2 separate regions of the Mus musculus genome follow, and region 2 is linked to region 1. Evidence: chromatin contacts called from public HiChIP or PLAC-seq data. All regions are on one chromosome and are shown on one strand. The core of a region is the stretch at or near the end of the contact, and the rest is flanking DNA. Distances in the headings are between cores, read along the strand shown.

The links. HiChIP or PLAC-seq counts read pairs in DNA pulled down with a chosen protein or histone mark.
Region 2: an H3K4me3 HiChIP or PLAC-seq map of bone marrow-derived macrophages shows a contact between it and region 1, with 5 times the contacts expected there. The contact joins two enhancer-like sites. A contact is called at or near these places in 1 of 15 datasets of contacts at CTCF or cohesin (the NIH/3T3 cell line), 3 of 484 Hi-C or Micro-C datasets (bone marrow-derived macrophages, cerebral cortex and forebrain), 6 of 115 datasets of contacts at active chromatin or transcription factors (bone marrow-derived macrophages, embryonic stem cells, extraembryonic endoderm stem cells and 1 more) and 1 of 9 other capture datasets (embryonic stem cells).

Annotation. Positions count from the first base shown.
Region 1 is chr3:79,252,074-79,255,520 of GRCm38.p6, forward strand. It overlaps 4921511C10Rik (RIKEN cDNA 4921511C10 gene), which reads left to right. Exons shown (of 3, transcript NR_045502.1): 3 at 1,401-1,840. It also overlaps a transcript of Rapgef2 not described here. Among named protein-coding and RNA genes, the nearest start is that of 6430573P05Rik, 33 kb to the right of the region's middle. Within about 2 kb of position 1,533, at least 101 of the 459 cell types and tissues checked have an H3K27ac peak or open chromatin away from gene starts, as enhancers often do. A contact at or near this core is called in bone marrow-derived macrophages, where this site is marked.
Region 2 is chr3:79,436,205-79,439,978 of GRCm38.p6, forward strand. It overlaps a transcript of Gm17359 not described here. Among named protein-coding and RNA genes, the nearest start is that of Gm36442, 74 kb to the right of the region's middle. Within about 2 kb of position 2,282, at least 31 of the 459 cell types and tissues checked have an H3K27ac peak or open chromatin away from gene starts, as enhancers often do. A contact at or near this core is called in bone marrow-derived macrophages, where this site is marked.

The sequences.
Region 1 (3,447 bases), core at 283-2,782:
GTTATTTTAGAAATGACAATATTAGTGGGATTAATATCCAACTTCCAAAAACTGCTGCTCCAGAGTGAAAGATGTCTCAGGTTTTGATTTTTCTTTTTCTTTCTTTCTTTTTCTTGCTTTTTTTTTCTTCCTTTTTTTGGGAAGATAAAATTGTTTTTTAAGTATCTCACCTGCCACTTTCTCAACCTTCTTGAACATATGTATGTAAACACTAAAAAAGATGGCTATCTTACTACTGAGACTTTACTAGCAATACTAAAATAAAAATATTTTTATTAAAAACAAAAACAAAACCAGTCATGGTGGCACATACCTGTGGATCTCAGATGGGAAGATTAGGAGTGAGACCAACCTTGGCTACCTAACAAGACAATGTTGACGGACTCAGCCAGTAAAGACACTTACCACCAAGCCTGACATCCTGAGTTCAATCCCCAGGACCCACATGACAACTCCTGCAAGTTCTCTTTTGACCTCTACATGAGGCCCATGCATACACACACACACAAACACACACACACACACACACACACACACACACACAATGTAATAAAAGAAACTGAAAATAAAAGAAAAGAGAGAGAGAAAGAACAAGCAACAAAACTGGCTCTGATCCCAGCACTTGGGAGGCACTGGCAGGTGGATCCAGCCTGATCTACAGAGTGAGTTCCAGCACAGCTAAGACGACACAGAGAAACCCTGTCTCAAAAACACAAAAACAAAAGCAAACTAAGAAAATGAGCCTCACAGCGTAAGCACTGAGACTATTACAATTAAACACAACTGCCTAATCTGTGGGGATCAACTGAAGTAACTTCCGAATCTTGTGAGCTGCACCATGCAGTGCTAGCAAACTTCAGGTCTCTTCCCACAGCAGTGACTGAAGGGGGGTGGGGGAGGGCCCTCTTCATTCTCACAAGGATCCCATCTTCCCCTCAACCCATCTCTCAGCAGCAATTCCTGTTTACCGGATCCCTTTTCTTCCTGTTCAATGACTCCACCCCTATTCTGACAAAAAAACAAAAACCTGAGGGAATCTACTTTTAGCACACACACACATTCACTGAGATATTTCTGTTCAAACAACAGGATGCCGAGTTGTTTACAGCTGGCAGAAACCTTAGGCTTTGTTCACTGCCCACTTGATGACACCTAACCTCCTACGTCTCATACACTAACAGAAAGGGACAGAACACTACTGAGCTCAATGTCCTTGCGATTTAAGGATTAAAAGTGGAAGTGTCCCACCAATGCAGTTCAGAGGGGGAGGTCTTAACTAGGGGAAGTGTCCCGGGTTGGGTCTATGGCACAGAGTGCTAATGGTGTAGGAAATGATGCTCAAAATTCTCTAGAATCTTCTCTTGTCTTCTACCTTTAAACATGTGTTTTCTACTCTATAGAATGCACTTCGCCAAACTGTTGCAGAGTTATCTGAAATAAGACTGAACAAAGCCCAGAGACGGGGCAACAGCTCACTTCACCGTTTCTCTGTGCCGTTCAGCTGCACTCTGAGGTGTTCATTCTTCTGCATCAGCACACTGCACGCCCACACTACAGCAGGAACCCTGCAAGCACGGTTGGTCCTGTGCTTCAGCCTCCCTGTACCATGCAATGATCTCGGTTCCTAGCACACAGGTATGTTTCACAAGCACTTAGCATGTGGCAGGGGTTAGGGGGCCTCAGGTGTACAAATGTGTACGTCCTAGAACTCTGTCATTGAGACTTAAAGCTGCCGCCTGACCAGATGTATCAAGCAGCTTCAGACTCTTTCATGAAACCTTTTCAATATCCTGCCCTATTTATTTTGTTTATATTTTGGAAATAAAACTTTGTGACAATTAAACGGGTAGGTGTATCCTTTCAATGCATAAGGACCAACTGTAATGTAGGACCGCATGGCCCGTACACTCACCCTGCTATCTGTAATTCAGTGGTCTCAGACAACTTGATATGCCCATGGGGTACCACATGGATATAGAAATTCTGCTCCTTCACAGAGGTCCATTTCCTAACACTGTCAGCTGACTCACAATGCTTATGGACAAAGCAGAAGCCCCATTACTCAGAGATTACACCGGGTGTGATGGTTTGTAAATGCTCTGCCCGGGGAGTGGCACTATTAGAAGGTATGGCCCTGTTGAAGAAGGTGTGGCCTTGTTAGAGTAGGTGTGTCACTGTGGGTGTGGGCTTTAAGAACTTCATTCTACCTCCCTGGAAGCCAGTCTTCCACTAGCAGCCTTCAGATGACGCTGTAGAACTTTCAGCTCTGCCTGTGCCATGCCTGCCTGGATGCTGCCATGCTCCCACCTTGATGACAATGGAGTGAACCTCTGAACCTGTAAGCCAGCCCTAACTAAATATTGTCCTTATGAGAGTTGCCTTGGTCATGGTGTGTGTTCACAGCAGTAAAACCCTAAGACACCAGGAGTCTGACCAGGCGTGCCGCCTTTGCTCCCTCCTCCACACACCTGCCTGCCTTTCAAATGCTGAGAGATAAAACCGTATTCAATGTGGCAGGGCAAAACTATGGCCAAACTAGACATACAGCACACACAACTTTAGCTTGGGACACTCAACTATGAAGTCCCCCTTGCTACTCTCTATGAAGAGTGGAACACTTCAAACCGCTTACAACGGCAGAGGCTGTGATCCCAGAACTTGGGAGGTGGCAGCAAGATCGGAGGTTCAAGGTTATCCTCAGCAACACACCAGGCCGGGATAAGCCACGGAAATTCTGGTCTCAAAAGTAAAAAAAAAAAAAAAAAAAAAAAAGAGGAAATACTGTGTATGGCTGGTTTCTTGTGTTTTAACATATGTGTGTCCAATTTACATCTTTGCTTGTGTGTAGAGGGTGAGCCCACCTCTACCCATCCTAGATGAGATTGGGTTCTCATTCCAGCAGGGTATTGACTGAGTTGAAAGTGATAAACCGCTAAGAATAAACGTCTTCTGGTCAAGCATCTCTCCAGGAGTAAAGGGAGGAGAAACCATAACCAGGATGTACTATGTGAGGAATAAAAAAAATCTACTTCCAACAAGAGTTGGAAAAAAGTATGTCCTCGGAGAAAACTTATAGTTAATATAACAAGCCACATTCTGTGATAAAATTAAACTATAGTTATCGGGATTATACTAATTAGTAATTCAGTGTGTGTGAAGGCCAATTACAACATGAAAATGCTATGCAAACTAATAACAGTTGAATCTGTATGCGCGTACATCTACCCTACTTCAGAACCTGAGACTCCAGCACACTGGCTGAATGCTAATAACAAATGAACAATTTCGTGAGCATTTCGGAAATTCAGAGGGCCTGCCCAGGTCATAAATGCATTTTCACTAACTCACTTCCGTTTCCTAGAAGAACACCTAAAATATGAACCCCCCCCCAAAATTTGCCACTTGTTCACTTTCACACACAGGGAATGCTAAAGAACCCCAACAGTT
Region 2 (3,774 bases), core at 1,032-3,531, 180 kb after region 1:
CAGTTCATTTCTAGTCTCGGAGGCAGTGTGTGAAGCTGGCAGGGTTGATGCAGAGCGGCTGGCTTGTTTTCTGTCTAGCAGCCTAAAGGCTAACTCATTAAAATTCAAGGATGGATGGCATGGTGGGTGGCTGAACAAATGTCTTCTTCATGGAGCAGAGCTGAGGCCTTCAAGACATTTCTCCCAGAAGCTAAGCTGCTCTTTGCAGCTGTTCAGTAAGACACCACCGGGGCGGTACCTCCTCCTCAGATCCACCTCGACACATATGGTCATGACAACATCAAGAACAAAAACAGGAAGACGTCATGGCATGGGGCCATGGTTATACCATTCCTTATTCCAAAATAAGTCATTTTAAATATAAAATTGTTTAAACCTGAGCCTGTTTCCAGTTTATGGTTTAACCAAAGGCAAGAATTATTCCACAGCCCTGGGGATGAACCCAAGTCCTCAAGTGCTCTAGGTAAGGCATTCAAAGCACCGCAGGGGCATCAGACATATGGACTGGACTTATGGATGCTTTTATAACCTCTAGTGGATTATATTATTGGACCAAAAACAACAGCACAAATTTTGGTGGAAGTATTTTAATATTTTTACTCTGATTCTGTATTATGGATCTGATATATTATGGGTTGGAGCAAATGAAAAACAAAGTGAGATTCTCATTCAATCATTCCTGCTTTGAATGAGTACGAAAATTCTTGGAGGAGGTGGGGGGGGCATTACAGATGTAAAAGAGATGAAAGTCTCTGAAGTTTATTACAATATCACTCATCATGTTCACGCCCATGCGTGCATGTGCACGCGCGTGCACACGTGCACACCCCCACACCATTACTACTACATGGATTGTAGTTGTATATTTATTTTCCCCCATATTCTCTTCACTGCAAAGACCTAAACATAAGGGCCAATTCAGTAGCTGAAAATTCCCTTATGTTTTAGATAGGGTTTTACTACTATAAACAGACACCATGACCAAGGCAACTCTTATAAAACATTTAGTTGGGGCTGGCTTGCAGGTTCAGAGATTCAGTCCATTATCATCAAGGTGAGAGCATGACAGCATCCAGGCAGGCATGGTGGAGGCGGAGCTGAGAGTTCTATATCTTCATCTGAAGGCTGCTATGAGGAGACTGACCTCCAAGCAGCTAGGGTGAGGGTCTTAAAGGCCACACCCACAGTGACACACCTACTCAAACTGGGCCACACCTTCTAAGAGTGCCAATCCCTGGGCCACACATATACAAACCATCACACGTTAGTACTTAGATTCTTTTAGTTTGTTTTAGGGACTAGATCACATTGTGTAGCTCGGGCTGTTCTTAAACTTACTCCGTAACCCCCCAATTGGCCTCAGTCTTGCCTCAGTCTTCGGAGTGCCAAAAGAAAACAAGCATACATCCTACACCGGGCTAAGTGTTCAGATTCTCCAAATACCTTCACACCAAAAGCAATCAGGGCATCTTGGAGAAATGGCTAACTATAGCTTTGGAGAACGAGATGAAATAGATGAACCTGAAGCATCTCAACAGGCCATGCAGCAAGACCAGACAGCAAAAGAGTTGTCAAAACTCACTGTAGGGCTGGAGAGATGGCTCAGCAGGTAAAAGTGATTGCACAGTAAATGTGATTATCTAAGTTTTACCTACACACTCATGTAAAGATGGAAGGAGAGACCAGATTTCACAAAGCTGCCCCCTGACCTCTGAAAATGTGCACTCACATCTTTATATCCACTCACCCCATAACAGCAAAGCAAAGCAAAGCAAAACAAAACAAAAAACACCCTCTCAAGTCGAAAGGAACTGGAGGAGTCAGACTTGAAGAGATTTTGGGGCTGGAGAGATGGCTCAGCGGTTAAGAACACTGGCTTAACCTCTTCCAGAGGTTCTGAGTTCAATTCCCAGCAACCAAGTGGTGGCTCACAACCATCTGTAATGGAATCTGATGCCCCCTTCTGGTGTGTCTGAAGGTAGCAACAATGTATTCATAGACAGAAAATAAATAATTCTTTTTAAAAAAGAGAGAGAGAGAGAGATTTTGTGGGCCAGAGACAGAGCATTTGCTTAGTAACCAGGAGGCCTTGGGTTCCATCCCCAACACCAAAACAAATCAGTACAGAGGCCCTTTTTGGAGCATTCCAGTGAACTAACTTTGAAAACAGAAAATAGGAGGAAATAAAGTCATGTGAGTTCCACTTTTGCAACACACAGCACACCACCATATAACCACACAGAAAGTGAGGTGACTTTAAAAGAGGAAATCCAAGTTCTCCAGCTTATGAATACAAAAGGAGTAACAGAAATGGAGGCACCACCCCCATGTGAGGCCTAAACAGTTACTGCATCTATGCACTGGTGCTAAGAGGCCACCAGGAGCATCGCAAGCAGAATGCGTAGATCGTATGTGCCTCTTAGGTTATGTGCCTTGTGATGGGAGAAGCTAGGCCCTTTCTAGAGATCATTAAATGGTTCTGAGGATGGAACCCAGACTCTCCTGCAAGCTAAGCACGGGCTCTATCATTGAACGCCTTCCCATTCTCCTTTCCAGACTTACACAGTAAAGACCTAGCATGGACTTCAGCATGTGACTGCCTCTGGAGGTAGACATTCAAATGATGTCACCGAGGAATCCTAACTCCACTGATATTGGGAGTTTCTTAAAGATTGATTGATTGATTGATTTATATGAGTACACAAGCTATCTTCAGACACACACCAGAAGAGGGCATCAAATCCCATTACAGATGGTTGTGAGCCACTATGTGGTTGCTGGAAATTGAACTCAGGACCTCTAGCAGAGCAGTCAGTGCTCTAAACCACTGAGCCAACTCTCCAACCCCAATATTGGGATTTTAAAAAGTTATTCCCCCTTAACCTAAAGTGTTCTGGTTGGAATCTGTGTCTCCACCCTCCCCTCCTAGCATTGGGGTTCCAGACATATCCCACCATGTGCAGCTTTTATGTGTGTTCTGAGCATCTGAACTCTGGGCCTCATGCTTGCACAGAAAGAAAGCATTTTACCCAGGAAGCCATATACCCAACCTTTAAGGAGATTTTAAGAAGAAATTAGGGTTAGCATGTTGCTCAGTTGTTAAGCCTTTCCCTGGCATGCATGAAGCTATGGGCTTAGTTTTTAGCATCACAAAACAAAAATAAAGGAACATGAGTATGCTCATTATGAGAAGAGGTTGTCGGGACACAGGTACAGACGGGCCCACAAGACACACATGGAGAGACACATCTACCTCGCTGCTATTTAAGCCACCAGCTTGTAGTGTTTTGTTACAGCAGTCCTAGCGAATTTGTGAAGTAGCCTTGCCACAGAACTCAGCATGACACAGACCCAGCTCCGACTCCCACTGACGACGTGTAGAAATAAAACGATGTCAGAAAATGTCAAACAGTATCAGTGAAGAGAGACAGAAGATACATGACAGAAGTTTTATGGGACAAGCAACCCAGTTTTGTTAACGAATGAGCAGTTAAGACGTAATAAAAAGCCTCAAAGAGTCACCAAAGAGGTGTGAAGCTAATTTGGATTTTCCAACACTTAAAAAAGTTGGGCTGGAGAGATGGCTCAGCGGTTAAGAGCACTAACCGCCCTTTAGAAGATCCTGAGTTCAAATCCCAGCAACCACATGGTGGCTCACAACCATTCATGATGAGATCTGATGCCCTCTTCTGGGGTGTCTGAAGACAGCTACAGTGCACTTACATATAATAAATCAATAAGTATTTTTAAAAAGTTAGGAGACAACTCAACTTT